Linked DNA regions of Cricetulus griseus: region 2 is linked to region 1. The links are chromatin contacts, called in public Micro-C maps. All regions are on one chromosome and are shown on one strand. Each heading gives the region's core, a stretch centred on a gene start, on an enhancer-like site or on the middle of the called end of the contact. The rest is flanking DNA. Distances are from core to core; before and after follow the strand shown.

What was found. A called contact is a pair of places that touch in the nucleus more often than the background predicts.
Region 2: a Micro-C map of the CHO-K1 cell line shows a contact between it and region 1, with 3 times the contacts expected there. The contact joins two enhancer-like sites. A contact is called at or near these places in 5 of 8 Hi-C or Micro-C datasets (the CHL-YN cell line, the CHO-K1 cell line, fibroblasts and 1 more).

Annotation. Positions count from the first base shown.
Region 1 is chr3:268,305,586-268,309,239 of CriGri-PICRH-1.0, forward strand. No RefSeq gene overlaps it. Among named protein-coding and RNA genes, the nearest start is that of Mirlet7d, 11 kb to the right of the region's middle. Within about 2 kb of position 1,961, at least 1 of the 6 cell types and tissues checked has open chromatin away from gene starts, as enhancers often do.
Region 2 is chr3:268,379,476-268,383,129 of CriGri-PICRH-1.0, forward strand. Ptpdc1 (protein tyrosine phosphatase domain-containing protein 1) reads right to left here. Exons shown (of 10, transcript XM_027409982.2): 7 at 1,152-2,398. Among named protein-coding and RNA genes, the nearest start is that of Ptpdc1, 38 kb to the right of the region's middle. Within about 2 kb of position 1,811, at least 1 of the 6 cell types and tissues checked has open chromatin away from gene starts, as enhancers often do.

The DNA.
Region 1 (3,654 bases), core at 711-3,210:
CAAACAGTGATTTATTTATCACCAATAAGACAAACATATACACAGAAGGACCTCCCCTATCAGAAAGGAGCTAGGGCAAGAGACACACTGCAAAGACACACCCCCAGTGACCCACTTCCACCAGCTAAGCACTGTCTCTCAAAGCATTCATAACTTCCCAAGACAGCACCATCAGCTGTGGACTGTAAGTACAATACGTGAGCCTATAAGGAACACTTCTATTCAAACCAGATTATTACCCAAGACTAAGCATTCAACATCACAGGCATGTGCTCAAGGTCATTTAAGCTCAGATAAAGAAGACATCCCTGTGTTCATCTTCACCTTACTTACACCTTTCACATACCCAACAGCCAACCCCAAGGACCACTCGCTGCTTCCCATACACCCCACCTGTCCTTCCCTTACACCCCACCTGTCCATCCCTTACACCCCACCTGTCCATCCCATACACCCCACCTGTCCTTCCCATACACCCTACCTGTCCTTCCCATACACCCTACCTGTCCTTCCCTTACACACCACCTGTCCTTCCCAGACACCCCACCTGTCCTTCTCAGACACCCCACCTGTCCTTCCCTTACACCCCACCTGTCCTTCCCAGACACCCCACCTGTCCTTCTCAGACACCCCACCTGTGCTTCCCATACACCCCACCTGTCCTTCCCTTACACCCCACCTGTCCTTCCCAGACACCCCACCACCTGTCCTTCCCATACACCCCACCTGTCCTTCCCAGACACCCCACCTGTCCTTCCCAGACACCCCACCTGTCCTTCCCAGACACCCCACCTGTCCTTCCCAGACACCCCACCTGTGCTTCCCATACACCCCACCTGTCCTTCCCTTACACCCCACCTGTGCTTCCCTTACACCCCCCCTGTGCTTCCCTTACACCCCACCTGTCCTTCCCATATACCCCACCTGTGCTTCCCATACACCCTACCTGTGTTCTCCTCCCATGTACCAACTTCCCTCCCATTATTTCTCCCCAGAAATACCCTCCCAACAAAACATATCAAAAGCCCTTTCTGTTTTTACATATGCCAATTTTTCTCATTATCCAGACATAGTTGAGGTATAGATACACTGAGCAATAAGTCATATTAGGTAAGTTTTTCAAGTACCTCAGGAACCTTGAATGTTAAGATAATTAATCTGTAGTAGTAGAGGGTCCTCAGCATTGAGGAGCAAACAAAGGGTTAGGACAAGTGAGAGGGTTTGGGACAAGGACTTTAAAAGCAGTGTTTTAGAATATGTCCTTGAGGTTAGGTAGAGCCCTGGAAAACTACTTACAGGCTACAGAATTCAGTGACTCTAAACAATAACTTTGGCATAAAAATGTGGGTTCTACACTTGCACAAGTCAGTTCTAGCATGCCAGTCACATTACACACACACACACACACACACACACACACACACACAGAGAGAGAGAGAGAGAGAGAGAGAGAGAGAGAGAGAGAGAAGCATTTAATTCTCCATATCACCATACAGTCAAAAAAAAAAAAACATGAGGGACAGAGCTATTTTTCCCCAACATCACATGCATAGTAAGAACTGGAGTTAAAAATCCATTGAATATATATTTGTGACAGGGGTGGTATAAGTGGCTTCAGTACTCAGTCAATGTATGCAGCTCTAGGTGAGAAAAGACGGCCTAAATCATAAAGTAGAAGTAACAAAGAAGAAATGAGCTGGGTTCCTTGGATACTGAAGTTGGAGATCAACAGAATTATGTCATTATCAATGGCATACCAAAATACATTTTATAGAACTCCCTTACACACATTATTCCAGAACTAAGAACTGTGAGGCATGCAAGGCAGGACATTTTATTGCTTTGCAGGCAAAGACATTGAAGCATTTCTGGGAGGAGGCAGAGCTACTCCTGCATCGTTTCCCCATCACTTCCCCCATAGCTGTATCAGCAGGACTGCTGGGGTTACAGTGAGGTAAGCCCAACTTACCCGCCTAAGCACAGAGGAAGTCTGACGGAAAGCTGATGGCGCATTCTGACTGGCAGAACTCAGAGACAGCTGTGGCTGGCATTAAGCACTTCCACTGAGAAAGGAGAAAAGTCACCAAATATGTCTTTCTGCCCTTAGTGATAAAACATTTCTAGCCATGCAATGAGGCCTTCTGTTTTATGGTGGTGGTGACTGTTTGTTTGTTTGACAGGATCTCACTTTGTAGTCCAGGCTGGTCTTAAACTCATAATCCCCTTGACTTCATAATACTTGATGGAACCTGCCAAACAAGGCACCTAACTCTATGGTAGAGTGCTTATGCACTGCACCCCAGGGACTGGAGGGAAAAGAAAGATGGAGTCCTGCCTGTCCCCGAGCACTCCAGAGGCAGGGGCAAAAGGATTAAGAGATTATTCAAGGCCGACCTAGGCTATGTAGCTAGACTTTGTTTCAGAAAAACCAAGAAGGTAGAGATAGAAGATGAGGGGAGAAGAAAAGGGAAGAGGAGCCCCAGGAGGAACAACTTACAGGTACAAAGATTTGAAAGGCGGCAGATGTGGAGGCATAACACATTTACAATCCCGGTACTTGGGAGGCTGAGGCGGGAGAATTTTAAATTTGAAACTAGTCTGGTCTGGGTGACATATCTGGTGAGACCCTGTCTTACAGAAATAAAAATAAAATACTGCACACACATAAAAGTTAGAAACAGGGAAAATGACATGGTTCTATATGGTATAACGGATCTTTTTTAATTTAAAATTTTTTATTCATTTTCTATACCAACCACAATTACCCTGCCCTCCCCTCCTCCTGCTCCCACCCACCTCCTCCCAACCTTCCCCCCTGGCATATCCCCACCCCACATCGAGGCAGTGCAAGGCATCCCACCATATGGAATGGGCTCCAAAAAGCCAGTTCATGCACCAGGGATAGATCCTGGTCCCACTGCCAGGGGTCCCACAAACAGTCCTGGCTACACAACTGTCACCAGCAAAGGGCCTGGTTTGGTCCCATGCTGGCTCCCCAGCTGTCAATCTAAAGTCCATAAACTCTCATAGTTTGGGTCATCTGTCTCTGTGGGTTTCCCCATCGTGCTCTTGACCCTCCTTGCTCCCTCTCTTCAACTTGGCTCCTGGAGCGTGGCCTGGTGCTTGGATGTAAATCTCCCCATCTGCTTCCATCAGTTACTGGATGAAAGTTCTATGATGACAGGGTAGTCACCAATCTGATTGCAGGGGAAGGCCAGTTCAGGCACCCTCTCCACTATTCTTAGGAGTCTTAGCTGGGGTCATCCTTGTGGATTCCTGGGAATTTCCCTAGCACCCAGGTTCTCCCTAACCCCAAAATGGCTCCCTCTATCCAGACATCTCTTTCATTGCTCTTCTACTCCACCCCTCCCCCAACTCCACCATCCTGTTCCCTCATGTTCTCATCCCCCATCCCCTCCCCTTTGCCACCCACCCACCCCCCAGTTTACCCAGGACATCTCATCTATTTCTCCTTCCCAGGGTGATTCATGTGTCCCTCTTAGGTCCTCCTTGTAAACCTAGCTTCTCTGGAGAAGAAGATTGTGGTCTGGTTGTCCTTTGTTTTACATCTAGTATCCACTTATGTGTGAATACATACTGTGTTTGTCTTTCTGGGTCTGGGTTATCTCACTCAAGATGACTGATACACAATCA
Region 2 (3,654 bases), core at 561-3,060, 74 kb after region 1:
TACACTGTAAGCTGGTAAGAGCTCCAAAACATAATTTCCTGCCTCTGAAGATAACCTAGCTTTTAGGTTCTTGGTTTTATAAATAGTGGGATATAGAAGAGTAGCAATTACTTTAATAGCACAACCTGAAGAGATGGCTCTCGGTTAAGAGCATGTGCTTCCAGAAGCCCGGAGTTCAGTTTCCAGCACTTGCATGGCTGTCTTATAAATGCCTGTAACCTGACTCAGTTCCCGGTATCACACACTCTCTTCTGATCTGAGGGCACCTACATGCCACTGTAGATACCCTACCCCCACAAATACACAAAATCTTCCAAGTAATTCACAGAAGAGCATGGCTGCCAATTCAGGATTTCTCTGAGTCAAAAGGCCCAAGTCAGTCCCATGCTGAGGCCGGCTCCCTGTTTCTGCTAAGTTCCTTTTCTCCAGACAAGGTGCTCCTCCGGGGAAAGTACAGCTAAAGACTGTCTTCCTACTAAGAGTAAAGCACACAAAAAGGGAGTTTAAATTTAAAACTGTACACTCTAAGAGCCAAGAAATAAATGGGTTTCTGAGTCCTCCTCTCAGATATAACACACCACAGGGGTCATTTCCATTTGCTATCTCTAAGCCTCAAGGGACCCTGTTGGAACGAGGCCAGCAAGTCTGTGAGAGAGCAGGCCAAGAAGGCAGGCCTGACTCACCACCTGTACCAATAAGCTTTGGGAAGTAAATTGCTTTATTTTTGTCACTAGGACCAGTGGTTTCCAAACTATGGTCCTCGATCAGAAAACCCTGCAGGCCAGTTCCTAACATCACCATCTGTAGACCTGGCTGCCCCTAGAAGAAAGCTACCAACATTAACATCGTGTATGGAACAAGCATCATGCCAGGTGGATTCTTGAACACAGAAATTTAACTGGAACTAAACAAACGCCCTGGGTCATTTCTACATCAGGTTCACATCATACTGGGAAACCTCAAGTTCCATCTTCTCATTTCTGTAATTGAGAAGTTTGGGAAAATTTGTTACGTGTTTTTGTTCTGACAAAAACATTTCTGTGTGTGTATATGTGTAGAATATATACATTTACATATATGTGTATATGTATGTATATATACTCTATAAATATTTAAGTACATATATAATTAATTAATTGAAATACAAATACCTGCCACATTTCCACTTTCCTTTTCACTTCCTCCTTTTCCACAAACTCCTTTAAATTTGCAAGGGCTTTGGCTGCCAATATCCTCCTGGCTTCAGCACTCAGTTCAGACTGAAAACCATCATCTGGCATTGCTTCCAACAGGGATGAGCTGCCTTGGCTTTCCTGAACATGTGGGCACTGTGACTTAGGACTGGAGCCACAGTTTAGAGGGCTGCAGGGAGTCCTCCCATCCTCCTGAACAGAGCCTGGAACCCAACCACTAGGAGCTTCACAATGACTGTGGGTGACTTGCTCTGGTTCCATATGAACACCTGCAAAGTTGGGTGTCACTGGTTCTCCAGGATTGTGTGGACAAGAAATACCCACAGAGAAGGTCCTGCTCCGCTGTACTTCCTTTGGAATGTCCTTCCTACAGAAGAGTGGTGACCCATTGTCCTTGAGTCCTTCTAAGCCTCGGCACTTTGACTGAGTCCAGAAGGAAAATGTACTGTGAACCAGTGCTTCCTTATTTAAACCTAGCTCTGAAGTCGGTGGTATGAAACAGTTGCTGATTTGCGCCTGGTGCTGGAGGCTGTGGCCCAGCAAATCCTGGGCAGGCACTGTCCAGGGTGTCTCCCCTTGCTCCAGGATAGCTTTGGCCCTCTTTAAGTCTGAGTCACTGTAGCTGAGCTGTCTTTTCAGATGCGTCAGGGGCTGAAGACTCTCTGCATCCCTCCTCTTCCAGAGGGGGTCAAAGTCTTGCTCATTAGAAAGACTCACATCCTGATTCTCAAACTCGGCCACCACTGCAGTGGGGTCAAACGGGTCAGGTGCATCACTGTTCTGCCTCAGTAACTCTTGATCCAGTTGCATTGTGACCATCTCAGACACAGTCTTCTCGATTTCAGCAGAGAGGCCAGGTCCTTCTAGCTGGCTCTTCACTACTACTGGCCTGTTCTCAGCCAAGTCAAGCAGCAGCTTGCAAACTAGGTGGATGATCTTTGGCACGTATTTCAGAAGTCGTGCCTCATAACCATGAAGCAGATGACGCTGGCGAATCAGGTACTGGGCTAAGGTAACAGCATGTGCTTTGGGATCGCAGCAAGAGAAAATATTACGGAGTGGAGCCAGAAACTGAGTGAATTCCCGTACACAGAGCAGTTGCCCTCTGGTCTGTATGGAATTGGGGCGTTTTGCCCGCACAAATATAATTGCTTGGTCAGCAGTCATTCTTGTTGCAAAAACTAAATAACATGCTATTAGGACACCTAGACAGTAAAGAAGACTCACATGAGAAAAGACTCGTTTATGTGCCAGTGTTTGGTGACTTTAAAGCCTGAATGCTGTTAATAAATCATAAATACAAGCACATTTAAAGGATAGTAATGACACCTGCCAGCTCTTTGTTGCTTTTAAAAAAAAAAAAATACAGGTTATCATATAACCTAGGCTGGCCTGGAACTCTGTATACAGGCAAGGATGACCTTGAACTCTTGATCCTCCGGCCTCTACCGTCCAAGTATATACAAGTATATACCACCAGGCTGCTTTTATGTAGTTCTGGCTATCAAACTCAGGACTTCCTGTATGCTAGGCAAGCGCTCTACCACCTAAGCGGCATCCCCAGCCCCTCAAGCATTCATTACTGCAAAGACTTTTACACATCTTTGTGGAAGTTCCTTCCTGTGACTGAGTCAGCTTTGCCCCAGAGATGAGCCAGCACAATTGGCAGGTAAAGGGCTGCTGAGGTGAGGAGGACTTAAAAACTAAGCTGAGGGTCTGGTCGAGCCTCCCCATGCCTCACTCTGGCATGAAGGAAGCCAAACCCTGACCCTGCACTGCTCTGGGGTAAACAGCTCTTGATGCTTCCATCCGATCCGCCACCCACTCTGCCCTGGGAACGCCCTGCTCTGGCATCTCTGCCACCCACTGCCAGGACATTCTTGCTGAGCCCTCTCCCAGGTTGGGAAGGTTTTGCTTTGGGGATTATTACATCCATACATTCTACTTCTCTGCCTGACAATTCTTCCAAATGGTGTCTACACTAGTCTGTGTTTTCTCCAGACCACGGTGTGACTCTGTCACATAAGCAAACGCTATAAGGATGTCAGCTGCAACAGTATAATGGCTTGGTTTTCATTAGTTACTCATTGTTAAGACTCCAGAATCAATTAACTATAATACAACAGCCAACAACTCTTAATGTAAAAGACAGACACATAATTCCTAAGTTTGTGAACATCTAGTTATACATGAAAATCAGAACCTCTGAGAACTGCATGTCCTCCAGTTTGCAGTGAACACAATGCAGCTTTCTCATGGGGACATCACACATCTTTAGTATAAGGATAAATATCTGCAGAGGTATAACATGTAATGTCCAGGAATAAAGACATTTTGGCTTTATCCTAAGAGTTGCCCAAACCTACATGAGTTGAATACTAGTCTAGGATGCTCCTAGGCAGGTAGGAAATCCCACGGCAGGGGATATACACTGGGGTGGTTTTGTCTAACAAATCACATG